Regions from separate parts of the Hordeum vulgare genome. Here region 1 is linked to region 2. The links are chromatin contacts, called in public Hi-C maps. All regions are on one chromosome and are shown on one strand. The core of a region is the stretch at or near the end of the contact, and the rest is flanking DNA. Distances in the headings are between cores, read along the strand shown.

Evidence for each region. A called contact is a pair of places that touch in the nucleus more often than the background predicts.
Region 1: a Hi-C map of leaf shows a contact between it and region 2, with 2.9 times the contacts expected there. The contact joins the promoter of LOC123425927 here to the enhancer-like site in region 2. A contact is called at or near these places in 3 of 6 Hi-C or Micro-C datasets (leaf and seedling).

Annotation. Positions count from the first base shown.
Region 1 is chr2H:222,267,140-222,270,114 of MorexV3_pseudomolecules_assembly, forward strand. LOC123425927 (methionine aminopeptidase 1B, chloroplastic-like) reads right to left here and starts at 1,694. Exons shown (of 11, transcript XR_006621953.1): 1 at 1,356-1,694; 2 at 1,124-1,214; 3 at 671-905; 4 at 404-565; 5 at 273-314; 6 at 89-160.
Region 2 is chr2H:222,148,728-222,151,449 of MorexV3_pseudomolecules_assembly, forward strand. All of the region lies in intron 2 of LOC123425926 (glucan endo-1,3-beta-glucosidase 1-like), which reads right to left. Among protein-coding and RNA genes, the nearest start is that of LOC123425926, 5.1 kb to the right of the region's middle. Within about 2 kb of position 1,389, at least 3 of the 3 cell types and tissues checked have open chromatin away from gene starts, as enhancers often do. A contact at or near this core is called in leaf and seedling, where this site is marked.

The sequences.
Region 1 (2,975 bases), core at 444-2,943, 120 kb after region 2:
AAGCACCGTAAAACTCACATTAGTGCAAACTGTTACTGAATGGCTATGTATTGTGGATGAAATACCTAACAAAGCAATAATAGCTTACCTTTAGGAAATGCTTGATAGATTCATCCGCTTCTCCGCATACAAATGTTCTGGAAGTTCCGCCATGGTACCCCTGAAAAGAATGGTACGAATCGTGTTAAAACTAGGGAATGTGTCAGTAAAATCCGACTCTATGCCAAACATACCAACTAAGCATATGCATAATCTTAGGAGAGAGAACTTACATTTAGGAACACATTTACATCAATATTTATGATGTCTCCATTCTGCAGTAGAAACAACATTTTTCATCCTACAATACATAGGCATGACACAAAAATAAAGAAAGGAAGATGCAAATTCCATCCTACAGAACCTGCAGCTGTGTTGAATCAGGTAGTCCATGGCAGACACACTCATTTACTGATGTGCAGATACTTTTAGGAAATCCACCATAGCCAAGTGGAGAAGGATAAGCACCCGCCTCAACTATCATATGATGCACCGCCCTGTCGATTTCATTTGTAGTAACTGATGGCTGAAATGACGGTGGAATAATTACTGTTATGACGTGTACACTGCAGAGTCTTCAGATGATTTAGATACAAAAGGATTCTAGTTATGTATGAAAAAAAGAATATACCTTAACCAATGTTCCCGCAAAGTCCAGTACACGGGCAGCAAGTTTGCAAGCAGCTCTCATCCCAGTGATACCTTCTGCGTTGTGTATTTGGCGCACTGCGGGTAGTTCTTGCGGTATGTTTGCACCCACATAAGAAGGTCTTGGAATGTGTTCTGGTACAGGAAGTTGGGGATAGACCTTTCCACGCCTCAAAGGCGGCCTCTTCTTTAACTTCACTGAGCTTTCCTCTTGTGTCCTTCAAATGTGTAAGGGTGTTTACGGAGTCATCAAATAAGAACAGAAGGTTAGCTGTATACTGACTTAGAGCTCCAGAGCAAGGTACTCTAGATGTCACACTAAGTGTGAAATCTAAGGTCAAGACCAATGGCTACGGCTATTGCTAAATCCTGACGACATGATAAAAGAAGCGACAACAGAAGCTTAAGCACAGCGTAGTAGTAACGGAAATCGTACTTTTGTAGCTCCATCAGCTCTTCTTCAACCCCATCAACCCAAGTAAGTCCGCCAGCCACGACAAAGCAGCGCTTTGGCGTTATTGCTTTACCTACAGCAAGACAGCAAAAAAGAATCAGCTACGAATTCTACTGTAGTTTCAGCTCGGTTAATCCCAAAACGTTTTGAACAATAGACGGCTATTGGCAGTAGAACAAACCACCCAAGCAATTAAGCTGAGCAGGCTCCTTACCCAAACAAGAAGAGGGCGTCCGAGGATCTCTTCGATTGATGGTGCACTTTGAGACGAACGGGGGAGCCGACGGCAGGAGGAATGTGTGGGTTCCGGCCGGCCGGGGTGGTACAGGAACGCCGGAACACGACGCTCCAGGTGACATGGCCATGGGGATTCGCACGGCGTCGGTGGAGGTGTCGTGGTCGAGGACACGGAGCCGGGGCGGCCGTGTTCGAGGAAGAGGAGACCGGCGGGTACAAGGGAAGAGGAGTGCAGCAGAGAGAGGGGATGTGCGTTGAGGATGAGACGCCGCCGGCACCGGGAGGTTTCGGCTTTCGGCTATGCGTGTTTTTTTTTCCAGCGCCAGCAGAAGAGGAGAAAAAAAATACCACACTTGTTTAACCCAATAATTACAGGAGAAGAAAAAAAAACACTTAGTTTTTTTGGGGCAACGCGCCACCACGGGTGGGTTATTTCCAACGATCCACCACCTTCACAGCTGTTTGATTATCTTCATCCAGCCGATCCACATGTGGGGCTTCGGCCGGGCATCCAGTAATTTCTGAAACGACACTCGAGTTTCTGAAACAATCGCTTTGTTGCAGTTTTTTTTCACACGCACTTCGGCTGTGCACCCGATAATTTCTTAGACAACGCTCGAGTTTCTGAAATAATCGCTTTGTTGTAGTATTTTTCTTTGCGCGCGCTTCGGCTGGGCACTCGGTAATTCCTGAGACAACGCTCGAGTTTCTGAAACAATAGCTTTGTTACAAAAAAATCATTCCTCTTTCTGCAACAGTGGACGTATTGCAGAAACAATCGCTTTGTTGCAAAAAATAAATTTTCAACCCATTAATTCCTAAAACAAAGGTCGAGTTTCAGAAACAATCGCTTTGTTACAGAATTATTTTCCTTCCTCTTTCTGCAATAGTGCCCGTGTTTGCAGAAACAAATTTCTGAAACAATGAACGGGTTGCAGAAACTGTTGAAAGAGATAAGATGGAGAGAGATGAGGGATGGGGAAACGGTGAGTGCGATGCGTCGGTTCATAGAGCCACGTGACGGAAGAGCAAGGAGATGATATTTCTTGTTTTCATCCGACTGACGGAAATCTTTTCCCTTTTTTTGCCGGTGTAAAGAGTTTTATTTCCATATACTAGGGTTACAACCGAGAGGCAAAAGTTCCTCGATGCATGGTGATCCATGATATAGCCATACAACAATCACACTATCAGTCCGACTATACAATGTCAATCCATCTGCTATCATGTTTTGCTCCCGCTTAATCTTCTATGGAATAAACTCAGAATGTATCATAAGATGTTTAATCTCAGCTACAAATGTCCATATGCCGACCAGGACAGGTTGTCACCGGTTAGGGATGTTAATGCCTTCGAGGACTCTGATTGGACAATTATAGGGACATCACTATATTGAGCCGTTAGTGCCATACCCTGCATTAGTGCATGCAACTCAGCCTCTAGTGTGTCGTTGCAATTAAACAGGCAACGATACGCAGCAAAAATCACACTTCCATCATGTCTCCTTAATATCATGCCGGCTACCGCCGAGCCATCCACCGAAGAGAAGGCCCCATCAACAGATAGTGCAACCTGATTTGTCGGTGGTGGTGACCAT
Region 2 (2,722 bases), core at 139-2,638:
ATACACTCCAGTGGGCCACTTGCATGTACACACTTTGTCTTTGACTCTTGAACCCTATTATGAATTTCGAAAGGTCTGCCTAGATGGCATCCAGATCCAAAAAATCCCAGCATGAACTTCATATTTTCCCTTAGTTTTTCTCTAACATAATATTACTACTCCCTCCGATCCAAATTAATTGATGCTGCTATTAATTCGGATCGGATGGAGTAGTACATTTCATAGCGAAGAATCATTATCAAATTTGCTTTTGTTCAGGACAATGACCACTGTCCGAAGAGGTTCCTACTTGGTTGCAACTAGTGTGAGTTCAGTACTTTTTTTGTTTGCGGGGGTGAGTTCGATACTTCAGTTTCTCTACATTAACTCGATAAAAGTTCTTGTAAGATGGTAAGAGTGCCTCAGTTCCTAAGCAGGGCCTCTGTGTCAATACCGGTGAACCATGTTAAACAAGGCATCGTGGTAACGAAAATGTTATTGACCACAGTTCATCTGTTGATCATAGGACACGAAAGCAGTTAAACGGACACATCTACATAGAGGGTCAATTTAGTACTTGCATGTCATGAAACAAGAAGGTTGATGATGACGAGACTTTGTGTAGGTGTAATACTGTATCAAATATGGCAAGGTATGATATCCCCCCCCCCCCCCCCCCCCCCCGCGAAAAGGCAGAACTCCAAAGATTCCCGTTGCTACCCAACAATGCTGAAACCTCCAGCCAAGTAGGTTGCACATGAAAATGCAGTGCGTACCAATGCAGGAATATCTACACGTACGTAATCATATGTAACAAGAAAGATCTCAGATCTCAGCTTTAGCTTTTGAAGCATGCCACATGCCATAATGTATGCGAGACCTATACATTACAATTACCCTACTTTTCTCGTACTTTTTTTTAGGAGTAGCAATCTTTACCTGAAACAGTTCTGAGACATTACATTCTCAAGTATGCAAGTCATTGAACAGGAGGACGATTCAATGCAGCCATATTTGACACCACGAAAAACAAGCACGAAGATGCATGCAAAACCGTGATGATTATTATATTTTAATGAAAGGAGAACAAGTAAAACAGCAATCATTTCACCCACTGAGTTCAGATGACATTCTAAGGCCCTATTATCAAATTAAAAATTCCTTTTCTGAAAAAAATCAAATTTAAAATAATTTCAGAGGTAACAGAGTCAGGAAATGTTTTTTTTTTGTTTGCATAGAAATAAGCCTGGTAAGAAGAATGAGATGATAAAGCTGAGGAAAGTGATGGGAGTGAAGACTGAAGAGGTGCAAATGCAGTAGCCTGGCCTTGGCATGTGATGTGAACATATCGTTGCTCCTACTCACATGCGAGAAAGGGGATTCTTTTTTGCACCCTTGTGGCGCCCATTTTCTCTTTGTGAAATGGCGCTGTGGCTGAGGGTGCTCGTGCCCCCAGTCAGATCAAGACACTCTCGCAGACTTGGCAGAGTACTATCAAACAATCTACAGCCAGAACCAGCTCAGCTTCGCTTAAGTGGCCATGGACTCGTGTCATATTAAATAAGTCTGTGAAAGCTGGGACCTGGACGACGGATGAGTTAGCAGAATCGTGCATTGCCAAGCTTCAGAAGTGATGCTGCAAAATGAATGATCTAGTTTGTTCTGAACCAACCTTTTGGTAGCACTAATGAGTTGGCATCTAAAAGCTCAGAATTGGAAAGGTTATATCTGAACAATCCTCTCGAGCGGTCATACTCCATCAAGCCTCAGAGGTTGGCTTGCGATTTTCCGAACTCTGATAAAAGCTGGGCAATATAGGCTTAATCAGGCCCCGACCGGAGGACCTAAGTCATACCTTCCTTGACTTGACACGAAGTAACAATTCCTACCAGAGAGCACACTTGGTTGCTGCACTAGTCACACCCCTACCTAGAACTAGAAGGAAAAGCAACCCTTCACCTAACCACATCAATGGAATAAACACCAACTGCAACTTTCTTTGCCATGGAAATGCTATTTGCAAAGTGATCTCCAATCTCCAATGATAAGACAAACCGAACAACTTTCCGGAATGGTCTTCCATGAGTGCCATCTACTTTTGGGGCGCCACAATGGCGTCGCTCCTATATGAATGAAAAATGAAGCCGGAAGAATAACACTTGCACTGGCTAATTGCATTAGAGCAACTCCAACAGACCGATCCAAACATACAGCGATTTCGTCCGTTTTTTGTCCGTTTGGGTCGGCCGTCCGCCCGGCGTCCGTTTTGTTTTAGATATGGGTCGGCAGCGCGTATGTGCCGGCGTGGCCGGCTGGCCGCCCTATTTTGCATGATTTTTATAGTTTAAATGAAATAACATAATTTGGACCGATAATAGCATAGTTATTACAAGCTGAATAAAAATAAAAAATGTCTCACATAGTTCGCACATAGTTTTGCAAACGAATAAAAGAAGATAAATCTATTGGTTGCCAACATGAGCCCACATATGCTGAACCAAATCATTTTACAGTTGCATGTGAGTTTCCCAATCACGCATGTCTTGATGAAATTGGTTGAACTATTCAAACGTTGCCGCTCCTCCATGCTCAGGCACAACATTCTCACCCTGAAACTGAAACTCTTGATCGTTCAGACGTTCCGGACGCTCGTCTTTTACGATCATATTATGCATGACCGCACAAGCAGTCATCACCTCCCACAGTTTCTGTATGCTCCAGGTATTAACAGGATACCGAACGA